Regions from separate parts of the Rattus norvegicus genome. Here region 2 is linked to region 1. The links are chromatin contacts, called in public HiChIP or PLAC-seq maps. All regions are on one chromosome and are shown on one strand. Each heading gives the region's core, a stretch centred on a gene start, on an enhancer-like site or on the middle of the called end of the contact. The rest is flanking DNA. Distances are from core to core; before and after follow the strand shown. Region 1 holds the start of Ncapg (non-SMC condensin I complex, subunit G). Region 2 has its middle 18 kb from the start of Lap3.

The links. HiChIP or PLAC-seq counts read pairs in DNA pulled down with a chosen protein or histone mark.
Region 2: a contact with region 1 is called in an H3K27ac HiChIP or PLAC-seq map of oligodendrocytes, with 5 times the contacts expected there. The contact joins the enhancer-like site here to the promoter of Ncapg in region 1. A contact is called at or near these places in 10 of 12 Hi-C or Micro-C datasets (the A7r5 cell line, the Rat2 cell line, Schwann cells and 6 more) and 1 of 1 datasets of contacts at active chromatin or transcription factors (oligodendrocytes).

Annotation. Positions count from the first base shown.
Region 1 is chr14:69,642,524-69,648,990 of GRCr8, forward strand. It overlaps Ncapg (non-SMC condensin I complex, subunit G), which reads right to left and starts at 2,922. Exons shown (of 21, transcript NM_001398911.1): 1 at 2,721-2,922; 2 at 1,674-1,877; 3 at 854-1,082. The coding sequence starts at 2,831.
Region 2 is chr14:69,854,610-69,861,076 of GRCr8, forward strand. No RefSeq gene overlaps it. Among named protein-coding and RNA genes, the nearest start is that of Lap3, 18 kb to the left of the region's middle. Within about 2 kb of position 4,157, at least 60 of the 93 cell types and tissues checked have an H3K27ac peak or open chromatin away from gene starts, as enhancers often do. A contact at or near this core is called in liver, where this site is marked.

The DNA of each region.
Region 1 (6,467 bases), core at 1,672-4,171:
TTAAACCCAGGAGATCTGCCTGCCTCAGCCTTCAGGGTGCTGGGATTAAAGCCATGGCACAGTTGCCTCTAACATTGTTTTTAAAGCAGAGTAATTGCAAACAACTAAAAGGGTTATCACCATTTAGGATAAACTACATAAAATAAAACATTAAAATATAGCAAAAATAAATATGTATCACCCTAAATGAATGCTAAAATTAGGAATAAATTTGAGGGGAAAAAGACACAAAAATATAGTTTGACTCACACACAAAAAAAATAGCACACAAAATTTAACATTGAGACAAAATGTGATTGTTTAAAATGTAATTTTTTACATTAAACAGGGCAATTAATTCAAAATTCATGTAATTATTTCCACCTCTGAGAGAAATAAATACAACTGAAGAGCAGGGCAGAGTCAGGGTGATATGCTTTCATTTGAAGTTGCTGGGTTGATTCTTCCATAACACAGACATGTATAATTAATTCATAACCTTCAGTACTACGTAAGGAAAGTGGATCTGCTGGTACAGTATTGTTGCACAAGCATGAGATCTGATGTTCCAATGCCCAGGACTCTCATGAAAAGCAGTCCCAGTGGCAGCAACCATGACCTTAATACTGGGATAAGGAGCCAGCGCTTCTCTGAGGCTTCCTGGCCAGCTGGTCTGAGTAGATGAGCCCTAGAGTTAATGAGACGCTGTCTCAAAAATACAAGGTGTAGAGCAACTGAGGACATCTGATTATAACCTCTGGCTTCCACATGAATGTACACACCCACACACTCAAACGCACACACACATAAAATCCAAATGCTGAAAAACAACAAAGTCAGCATACGGAAACAAGACTTAGGAAAGCATACATACCATCAACTACCGGGCAGTCATGGTCCTTGGGATCTTGGAGTCGAGAAAGAGCCAAAACCGCTTGTATTCTGACATTTGGGATTTTATCTTTCAATCTAATAAGCATGGCTTCATTGATTTTATCAAATAAGTCATCATCAATTTGGGCATTTTCTGGCATATTCCCAAGAAGTTTATTAATGAGCTGGCATGCTCTAAATCTGACTGCACTGCTGTTTGCTTCATGAGACTACACAAAACAAACCAAAAGTTACTCCCAGTCACGTTCCACTCTTAGCAGCCAGTATCATTTTAACCCTATATTCAAAATTAAAAGTTGACAATATACCCGGGTAGATATGTGCAGGCCTACAATACCAGAGAAAAGCAGTACAAGTTCAAGGCCTGTTTGGGATACAAAGTAACTCCAAGGACAATATGGGCAACTTAAAGAAATCCTGTCTCAAAACAGAGTAAAAAGATAGGTACATCAATGATCCCTAGCATTACAGAAAAACATAAAAATAAGACAACAGCAAGTTATTACTTGCAAAGATGTTATCTAGATAGATCTTATACTCTCAAGTAGTCTGAAAAACTATTTACTGTCACAAAATATATCCCTTTCTGTAGGAATTTTTTTACATAATGGCAGAGATCGTTTACAACAAAAGTGAGAATTTAATTTTAATACTGGAATTATTCTTTTATCTTAATGACAGCTAAGGTTTCCATAAAAGACTTCTTCACATACATTTTTCTCTCTCGCTGATATTTCACTGTGGAAAATACAAACATAGCCAAATATATTACTTCCCCAAAGTACTAGCTTTCACAGTACCTTCAAGAGAAAAGTAAACAAATAATTTAAAATGCCACCATCTTTCTCTTCCTCTTCTTCTTCCTGATCAGACTGGTGAAATGAAGTAACGAACTTGGCTGTGAAGTCCATGACCCTCTCCACAGCAGGCTCACGTTTATGTACCACCATAGCATATTTAAGGTAATGAACAAACTCTTCCTGAAAAGCTGTTTTATCATTAACCTGAAAGAAGAAACACCTCCATAAGCTGCATTAGTAAAAAGTCTTTATTCCCAACTCTGCCATAATACGTTATAGGTCAAGCTATAATATTTCTTAATAAACTATCAATTATCCAAACCAGGAAAGGGGAAATAAATCTGGCCAACCTTCTCTTCAGCATATATGTACCTCTGAGAAAGCACAAAGCATAAATTTGAACACTGTAAAATGATCTCGTTTTTCCCTCAACGCCTTTGGATTATCAATATTTCTCTTACCGGATTAATGTAAAACAAGCTTTGGCAAGAATAATTCAAAATCAATAGCTTTTGTATTTCCTTTATTTGGGCCTTTCTAATATCCACCAATTTCCTTGTGGCTTGACTTCCACATCTTGCTCCTTAATCACTTTTATATGTACTTAACTTTTCTTGAACTCCAAAACAATTTATCTTCCTCACATTCGCTGTCCTATAATTCCCACGGCTCCACTGGGTGCACAATTAACATGAAAGGGGAAGACCAGGCCCTTATGACTTTGATAGTTGCTGAAATGAACTTGACTTTAAGCTTAGGAGTTGGTTGAAACAACTTGATCGATTTCCTGAGATGAACTAGAGAACCCAAAGGAAAGAGAAGCATCTACGATTCACAGAGCAGACTAAGTGACTGCGGAACTGGATAACAGACCGCTCCCCGCCTCCCACCCCTGGCGGGGGAGTGAGGGAGGAGGCCCCGAGTGGCAGACGCCAGGAGTTCCGATCACTGTCTAAGACCAGAACACCTCGGGCAAACCTCAGAGCACCGACGCCGGTCGCGCAAAGGCAAAAAGTTGAGCTCGGGAGCCGAGGCCAGGCCGCTTACCGCGCCGTACGTGCGGCTCAGCGCGACTACCAGCTTCGCCTGGTTCTGGTGCGGCTGCTGCGCCAGCTGAAAAGCCTCCTTCACAGAAAGCCGCTTCTTCTGCGCTGCCATGGCGCCGGATGAGAACTGCCTGAGAGTGGCTGTAGCTCCCGGTCCGCAAAGGACTTAGTTTCTACAGACTGGCCAGCGAGGGTCCAAGGGTGTAGTTACCGCCAGAGTTTTCAAACAACTCTCGCGGGAGGACGAATCTCGCGAGACTTGGGCCGGAGGCAGTGTCCGACTACCCCAATCTGACTCCACCCCCCAATTCCGCACCCCCCCCCCCACGCTGCTGGGACGCATGCGCCTAGGGTGTGGCCTGCCGCTCTCCCAATAGGAAGAGGTGCTTATGTGAAAACGTGGACGCGACCGGAAGTGGTCCTGTCAAGGCGCACGCCTGAAGTGGGCATTCAACTTTCTGAATTGAACTGGTGACCCTTAAACCTGTTGCGGGATCCTGCGGTTGGGAGTGAAGGGAGAAAGCGGAGAACTGCCGCGTCGAGCCCGCCCCGGTTGCCTGACGGGTAAATCCTGAGCGAAGGAGACGTTTTGGGAGATGTCGCGCGAGACCCACTCGGGACTTGAGGATGTCAGCCTTTTTGGAGGGTGTCTTTGGAGGCTGTGGGTCTCGACCGGAACTGCCTGCCCGCGATGAAGACAGTCTGGGGGACCTGGGACGAGAAAGGCGGGGTCAAATTAGGCTGCGGCCGCTTGGAGGTGCTCCAGCTTTACTGGTCTGCTTTACAAATCTGCCTAACAACTCTTCTGAGCAGAAGAGAACTCCCGACAATATAAAAGGAATTTGCGGCCTTAATTAAGATCACGTACTAGATACATAGTATTATCTCAAAATGAATGCCTCCACTGGGGCATAGTACACACCACTGCAAAAATGTGAAACTTATTGGCCTGTTGCCTGATAACTTGGAAAACATAAATGCAGCCACCCGTTCCGTATATACTGGAAATATATATTGTATCAGTTCAAGAACTGCCTCCAGACTAAATTCCCAACGGGAGACTTTGTTCAGACTTTTCTCCCCTTTCCATAAGTTCTGTCACCCACGTTTTATCTGTGCATGGACAATCTCTCTTATTTCGTGTTTGCCAGCAATCCTGTGTCGGTGTTTTGGAATTGTTTTTGTTTTGTTTCCTTGCAGTTTTATCTCGATTTACCTCATAATTCAAAGAACTTAGACTCAGGATGAAGGGAAGTTTTTTTTCTTCCCTGCACTTCAGCATCCACTGGGAGCAGAAGAGAACATTTCAAAGCCTATTGGATGCTCTTTTTCTCCTTTCGAGTTACTACCTTCCACTATCACGTTTAAAATGTGCGCTTTAATTTTCATCGCCCAGAGTTTTACGCATATCCACAAGAGTAAATTCCCGAATGAGTGTTGCACTGTTTTTTTTCTTATTTAACCACCCACTGTATAAACATCCATAAATGCAACTGGCTTTTTTTTTTAGTCCCTACTGTTTTCGAGCTTTAGCCATATATGTTAAGACTAACAAATTTTACTGACGTCTTGCATGTGCCACGTACCATCCAAAGCTCTTTACTTCATTTAACCTTTAGCTCCTTGTAAAATGAGTAAAGTGAGCCATAGACAGGGTGCTATGGGATTCCATCCTAGGAATGTTCCATAATTATTCTCCTGCTTCATCCCTAGTTCCTGAAAATGTAGAGATACACAGTTAATTGCTGGTTAAAGTGATGACTATGGTGCTGATAAGTGCCTGTAATTTGAAATCAACATGTCTAATTTGAGAAAGTTACTTCAGATTAATCATGGGACAAAAACAAGCTAAGAATGTGTGCATTCTGAGAGACACAGAGATAGACAGAAAGAGCACCTAGAAAACTAATTTTTTTTTCTTTTCTTTTTTTTATTTTTTTTTTTATTAACTTGAGTATTTCTTATATACATTTCGAGTGTTATTCCCTTTCCCGGTTTCCGGGCAAACATCCCCCTCCCCCCTCCCCTTCCTTATGGGTGTTCCCCTCCCAACCCTCCCCCCATTGCCGCCCTCCCCCCATAGACTAGTTCACTGGGGGTTCAGTCTTAGCAGGACCCAGGGCTTCCCCTTCCACTGGTGCTCTTACTAGGATATTCATTGCTACCTATGGGGTCAGAGTCCAGGGTCAGTCCATGTATAGTCTTTAGGTAGTGGCTTAGTCCCTGGAAGCTCTGGTTGCTTGGCATTGTACTTTTGGGGTCTCGAGCCCCTTCAAGCTCTTCCAGTTCTTTCTCTGATTCCTTCAATAGGGGACCTATTCTCAGTTCAGTGGTTTGCTGCTGGCATTCGCCTCTATATTTGCTGTATTCTGGCTGTGTCTCTCAGGAGCGATCTACATCCGGCTCCTGTCGGTCTGCACTTCTTTGCTTCATCCATCTTGTCTAATTGGGTGGCTGTATATGTATGGGCCACATGTGGGGCAGGCTCTGAATGGGTGTTCCTTCAGTCTCTGTTTTAATCTTTGCCTCTCCCTTCCCTGCCAAGGGTATTCTTTTTCCTCATTTAAAGAAGGAGTGAAGCATTCACATTTTGATCATCCGTCTTGAGTTTCGTTTGTTCTAGGGATCTAGGGTAATTCAAGCATTTGGGCTAATAGCCACTTATCAATGAGTGCATACCATGTATGTCTTTCTGTGATTGGGTTAGCTCACTCAGGATGATATTTTCCAGTTCCAACCATTTGCCTACGAATTTCATAAACTCGTTGTTTTTGATAGCTGAGTAATATTCCATTGTGTAGATGTACCACATTTTCTGTATCCATTCCTCTGTTGAAGGGCATCTGGGTTCTTTCCATTTTCTGGCTATTATAAATAAGGCTGCGATGAACATAGTGGAGAACGTGTCTCTTTTATATGTTGAGGCATCTTTTGGGTATATGCCCAAGAGAGGTATAGCTGGATCCTCAGGCAGTTCAATGTCCAATTTTCTGAGGAACCTCCAGACTGATTTCCAGAATGGTTTTACCAGTCTGCAATCCCACCAACAATGGAGGAGTGTTCCTCTTTCTCCACATCCTCGCCAGCATCTACTGTCACCTGAGTTTTTGATCTTAGCCAATCGCACTGGTGTGAGGTGAAATCTCAGGGTTGTTTTGATTTGCATTTCCCTTATGACTAAAGATGTTGAACATTTCTTTAGGTGTTTCTCAGCCATTCGGCATTCCTCAGCTGTGAATTCTTTGTTTAGCTCTGAACCCCATTTTTTAATAGGGTTATTTGTTTCCCTGCGGTCTAACTTCTTGAGTTCTTTGTATATTTTGGATATAAGGCCTCTATCTGTTGTAGGATTGGTAAAGATCTTTTCCCAATCTGTTGGTTGCCGTTTTGTCCTAACCACAGTGTCCTTTGCCTTACAGAAGCTTTGCAGTTTTATGAGATCCCATTTGTCGATTCTTGATCTTAGAGCATGAGCCATTGGTGTTTTGTTCAGGAAATTTTTTCCAGTGCCCATGTGTTCCAGATGCTTCCCTAGTTTTTCTTCTATTAGTTTGAGTGTGTCTGGTTTGATGTGGAGGTCCTTGATCCACTTGGACTTAAGCTTTGTACAGGGTGATAAGCATGGATCGATCTGCATTCTTCTACATGTTGCCCTCCAGTTGAACCAGCACCATTTGCTGAAAATGCTATCTTTTTTCCATTGGATGGTTTTGGCTCCTTTGTCAAAAATCAAGTGACCATAGGTGTG
Region 2 (6,467 bases), core at 2,907-5,406, 210 kb after region 1:
GTATTAAACTGACTCCTAATGGCACTGTACACACAGGCTATGGCATCTTTCAGATCTTACGGAAGAAGTGGTTAACACAGAGACCCACCACTGGTCAAGGTGCAGAGAGTTAAGAGACTGGGAGTGCTCAGCCTTAAATGAGACATCTATATTTTACTTCCTCCTCCACCCAAGGCCCCGGGGTCATTGCAGAAGAGTGCAATTTTTTTTTAAGAGTCAGAGATGATGGTTGACTGACTATAAAAAAGCAATGGATATAACAAAGCACTAAGTTCCCACAGCAGTTGTGACAACATGTACAAGGGCTGTGCTAACTCTAGTCAGACAGACTCAGCGTGAAGAGGGCATGTTGACACAGAGTGCCCCTAGATGAGGAACTATTGGTAGCTGCTAGCCGCTAGGAGGAGAGTTGGTTTTCCTTAAGGTATGTCCTAGAAAGTTGACCCATGTGACAGTGGATCCCCCCATAACCAAGAATATACGGGCAGCACAAATTGTCCTAGCTGGATGAAAAATCAGAAGCATACACATTTGTGTGGATGTGGAAGGGATGGTGAATCAGAGAGGAGTTGGGGAAGCAGTAGTTAATATACATTGTATGAAATTCTGAAAGAATTGATTAAAAACATAAGGTAGGGGAAAAGGATTGAGGAAATATTTCTCAAGGAAGCCATATCACAGACTGAGTAGTTTATCACATTTCTCTCCTTACTGGGTGCCTCTTTTCTTTTCTTTTCTTTTCTTTTCTTTTTTTTTTTTTTTTTTTTGGTTCTTTTTTTCGGAGCTGGGGACCGAACCCAGGGCCTTGCACTTCCTAGGCAAGCGCTCTACCACTGAGCTAAATCCCCAACCCCGTTACCTGTTTTCTACCAGGACTTTTCTGAGTCCTGAAGATGTAGCAGTTAAGAAGACAGAAGAAAAGGCATTCTGAGTCATGTGAGCCACAGGACCTAGGTACTCACTTAGGTACTCAGGGCCAACAGTTAGGTTCCCATTATTGTAGCAAAATACCCGAGACGTCAACGTAATAGGAGGAAGGACTTATATTCACTCATAGTTTCATAGTTCCATGATCAATTGACATCATGGTTTGGGATGTCATCACAGAGATTGTGTATTGGACTAAAGGTGTCCACTTCATGGAACTGGGAAGTAAAGAGGGTGGGTATAGACCATGTCCCCAATGTCCCGTAACTTCCTAAAACTAGGTTCTACCTCCTGAAGATCCCATTACTTCCCAATGGTGCTACAGACTGGTGAGCAAACTTTATACAGCTGTGGGGGACATTTTAGGTCCAAAATAGCACTTACTGTATGACAGGTAATGAGCTAGACACTAGGGATCCAAGATAAATAATAGTCAATCTCTGCCTCCACCCAGGACATCACACAACAACAAGGGACAAGGGAGGATATGATGGGCAACACCAATGATGTGCAGTGAGTAGGGGCTGGAGAGGAAAGGCAAGGGGCCTCTTACCTATGTAAATCAGGAAACTCTCTTGTGTTGACACTGTCACATGATGGGTGACACTGAAGCTGCCTTATGAACAGCACATAGGTCTTAAACAATTGAGAGGGGAGGCAGACGAGGGGATCATGAAACGGCAAAAGAATATGAGCAGGCCATTGTGGCTGCAGGGCAGACAGAGCAGGGACAACAGAGCAGGACTGGTAGGCAGGATCTAGTGGCTGAGAGCTTGGTGGCACTCTGGGGAAAGCTGATGGCACTGAAGCAAAGAAGAGGTGGGGGGAATGGCCATGCTAGTTGCAAGATGGGTTTGGTAATGGACTGAATTTGAAGAGTGCAAAAAGATTTAAAAATAAGTCATAGACATCTAGCTTAAGCAACAAGGCAGATCCCTGGCTTTTAAAAAAATTAGATCTCCTAGGCTGGCATTAAAGTTGATATGTGTTTAAAGGTGATGTTGGATTACTGATTCTCCTGCCTGTACCTTCTGAATGCTAGGATTGTAGGCATGCACCACCAGACCTAGCTTTATGTGGTGCTGAAGACTGATCTCAAGGCTTTGTGTACAGTAGGCAAGCAGTCTACCAACTGGGCTGCATTCCCAGCCTACCTGTCCTACCTTTAGCTAGACAAGGATTCTCTCAGGAAAGCTGGGAGACAGCTCCGTCTTTCCCACGTTGATTTGAAGAACCTTGGGCCACCCAAGATGGAGCATGCAATAGGCGCCTAGATGGGTAGGCGGCAGCTCAGGTGAGCTATCTCAGCGTGCTGCCAATGAGTGAAGCTTGAGCGCATTGCTGCACGTGAGCCAGGGAGGGGTGAGGTTGGCCAGGAAGAGCACTTATGCTCATAGCTGTGAGCACCACTGTATAACCATAAGCACAAGAGAGGAGAAGAGCCAGGGAAGTAGTCCAGACAAGTAGGCGGCAGACCCTGGCCAAAGGGAAGGAGGGTGAGGGAAAGCCACCCAGCAAGTATAACGACCTAAGAATCCTACAGGTTTACAATGTGGAGGTCATCCATTATCTTGGCCAGAGAGGGGGGAGGAGGGAGAGAGAGAGAGAGAGAGAGAGAGAGAGAGAGAGAGAGAGAGAGAGAGAGAGAGAGAGAGAACAATGGTTGATGTCATCTCCAACAGGCCCTGTCCTGTAACAACGTAGGGCAGATCAACACCACCTCTCTGTTCTGAACTTTAGGCCCTCCTAGCCCCTTGCTCAGCAGACTTACGGGAAGCTTACATAGCCCTGGAGTTGTGTGAAGCTCTCCACCTCCAAGCAACCACTCGTGGATCTCATCTTTTGAATCTCAATTTGGTTGGTCACACTGACTCCTTACTATTGCTGGGAAAGCCAGAGTTTCCTGCCACAGGGCCCTGGTACCTGCTGTTTGCTTGGTCAGGAACGATGCTCTTAGATTTTGCTGAGCACACATCTGCTTCCTATAGGTTTTTTCTCAAATGCTACTTGGGAGTGGCCTCAGCTGACACTTTATTTAAATCTTAGATGCCCTGAAAGCACCGTTCTCATTTCCTACTTTATTATTAGCATTGTATTATTATTATTTTCATAGCATCATTTACTATTATTTTTAAAGTTTCTGTGCCTTCACAGTACAAGAAGAGCAGTACGCCTACTTTATAAAGGCTGTGAGAAACAGTCAGTGCATTGAAAGCACTTTGCATAGAGATTTGCCCATCAAAGGGGCTCAGTCACACTGGCAGTAACCGTTTCCTCTCAATCTTCAAAGCCAGGCTAAAGGTTGACACAGAGCTTATTTTAGCCTTTGGCGAACTTTGAGAATCTGAGGGAACTTGGTGGATGTAGCTGAGAGCGTCTGTGTCTGTGAAAGTGTGACGGTAGCACTGTTGACTTGTGGCACATCCTTTCCACAGCGACTGAGAATTATTTCTTAGCTGTGCTCTCCCCCCCCAATGATGCTCACACCCTCACAATGTTTTTACCAGCAGCTACAGCACCAGTGGCAAACTTGTACAATCGGTAACTTCTACCAGTATTACAGTTGGACAGATGTCTTATAGACACACACAGATTCTCAAGGGATTAGAGATTGTTGGCATTTTGTTAGCATTGGGGGTTTGCATCAGCTTAGATGTTTCCCTGCCTTGAGAGCATGCTCTGTTGTCAGTGTGAGTCACTGTTCTCCACTGTGGGTGGCAGAGACTGGAGATCAAGCCTCCGCACTTGGGAGGCATTTTCTTTGGCTGCAGTTCAATAGGCAGTTTACACTGCATTATTCTCTAGCCTGGCGTGTTGCTTGTGCAATGGGAGTGCTTACAAAGCCAGCCTGCCTCGGGGGCTGTTAATGAATCCATCCTCACTCCTTGGGAGGTGACACAGGAATGTGTATGAAGTGATCTTTAATGGAAAGAATCACATTTCTCAGACGGAGCCATGTCCAAAAGCATAATTTCACCCAAGTGTTTACTGAAGAGATTGACTTCTCAGTTTCACCCTAGCCCCACCCCCACCCCTCAGAACCTCTAACATTTGGCCTGAAAATCTGCTACTTTAAAGCCAGTTTAATACTAGTTAACTCTGTTTTGTGTGTGTGTGTGTGTGTGTGTGTGTGTGTGTGTGTGTGTGTGTAGGATGTGTATCCTGTAGTGTACACTTGACAAGGGGTAGACCTGACTATGCTAGAGCACAGGGACATGTCATCTGACTTCTGAGAAGAGACTGACTCAGAAAATAAATAGATTCCACTTTTATTAGTTCTCGAGTAAGCAGAACGCAGCTTCACGTTTCCCTCCTGAGCCCTTGATGTCTGTGTTTGGCTGATGTCCTTACTAGAGGAGGCTGCTGACCACTTACAGATTTGGGTAATTCTGCACTTACATTGGAAAATGCAGGCTGAGGGTTGGTCTACCTGGGCTTAGGAATAAGTTCATCCCAGGCATCCTTGGTGTGACTCACACAGCACTACCCTCTGTATTAGGGCAGTACCTCACAGGCATAGGGAGACTGAGAATACCTAACTGCATGGAGGTACAAGTGTCTATAGGTCCGGTGATGATGCACTTTCTGATTCTGTAGGACTGGGCTGGCCTTGAGATGTCTCTGTATCAAGTTCACTGCTGCTGCTGCTGCTGCTGCTGCTGCTGCTGCTGCTGCTGCTGGCTCAAAACCTCACTGAGTAGTGGCCTTGCTTCTTTTTTGCTCCTTCCCTTTTGCATTTCTTCCTGCTTTTCCTCCTTTGCCCCTTCCTCCCCTCCCCTCCCCTCTCTCTGTGGTCCTCTCCCTATCCCCCTCCCCCTCTTCTCTCCCTCCCTCTGTCTCTCTCTCCCTCTCTCCCTCTCCCTCTTTGCCTCTGTCTACACTGTGTTTTGCATGCAATCATGTTCAGACACCAGTGCCTTCCTCTCTCAACCCCTGCCTTATTTTCTGTAACAGGATCTCTCAATGAACCGTAATTATTTTTCAAAAGCATTTTGCTGGGATTGGGTGTAGCTTAACAGTGGTCTGGCATTTGGCTAACACCAGCGGGGCCTAGTGTTTGCGTCCTACAAACAAAATAGATAATGTTGTACTTTGAGCAGGGCACTTTGGACTTTGCACTGGAATAAGTCTTTGTACGTGCCTCCCTATTGATTTCCGTACTCCTCCCAAATGACGGGACATGTAGACCCATCACAGTAGTTTAGTTACCCGAGAATTTAAGAAAATAAATAAAAACAGAAGTGGTGTTTTAATCTTTATTTTCTTTCTCGTGTATTTTATTAGTTTTTTTATTATAAGAATGACAGGGACTTCCCTAAAAGATGGGCATTTCTAGGCAAATTATTTAGCCCTGCCATTTGTCATTCTGCTTGATGGATTATCATCTTAAGTCCCTCTGCTGCTGCAGAAGGACAGAAAGACTTTTGCTATACGCTGATGACGAATAAGAATGCCAGATCTCTACAATCCTTTTTCTGATCTCATGGTCCTGCAACACCCCGAGAAATGACCCCTACTATACACAGAAATGGAGCATAAAATGTGGAAAGGGTTTTTCTTATTCCATTTAGGCTGGAGGGTGGAAGTTAGCATGGCAGAATTATGATTCAGTGTCTACTAATCAACCAGCCATCCTGCAATCTAGGCATTAAGGACAATGAATCGATAGGCAATCGTCTGCTTCCCCCTAGTGGTGAACATGGCTCTGGTACTTGAGTTCTGCATGTGTTTAGGACCCTAACTGCTTATGAATTAATTATTTTGAATTAGTGACATGGACTGTGGCAACATATATATTTGTGATACGGTGTCATAATGCTGAAACCATTTTGCAGTTACTTAACGACCGAATCTAATAATATCTACGGTAATCAAAGCTCGTGATCTATCTGATTTCTTTCTGACTCACCATTTCAACTCACAAAACAATATTTTTTTTTCTGGTTTGCTGTAAAGAAATCTTAAAGAAATGCATGTGACTGTGTTACTTACTGTCCTAGGTAGCTTTGATTGTTAACCTGAGGTGGAGTCACCTGAGAAGAGAGCCTGAACTGAGCAATCTTCTTCCCTACCCTTTTCCTTACCCATTCAAGCAGGTGTCAGACATTACTTAGGGGAGGTTTGTTACACCCTGTGCGGTTGACCATGTTCGAAGAGCTATTTCACATGTTTGGCCAATCGCAACTTCACTGCAATAACTGTGTCCATCCCTTTCTACCTTTGAAAATAAAATCAGCCAAGCACTTCTGTACCAGCAATTTCTCTGGAAACTCCCTCTTGCCCTGGCACATGGTTACTGATAATGGTTTTATTTTTAAACCTACCACTGGTGGAGCAAGTCTGTGTCAGGATGGGGTTGGTCCAGTGCCTAACCTTGTGTTATGATCCAATGAATTATTTGTGCTTCTGCATCCGAACAATGTCATATTCATCTTTGTATCTTCAGGACCCAGCAGCACGCAAGGGATAGTGTAATGCTCCCAAGATATCGAGAGTAAGATGAAAATAGTTGGGTTTATGAGAGAATAGAGCAGGTGCAA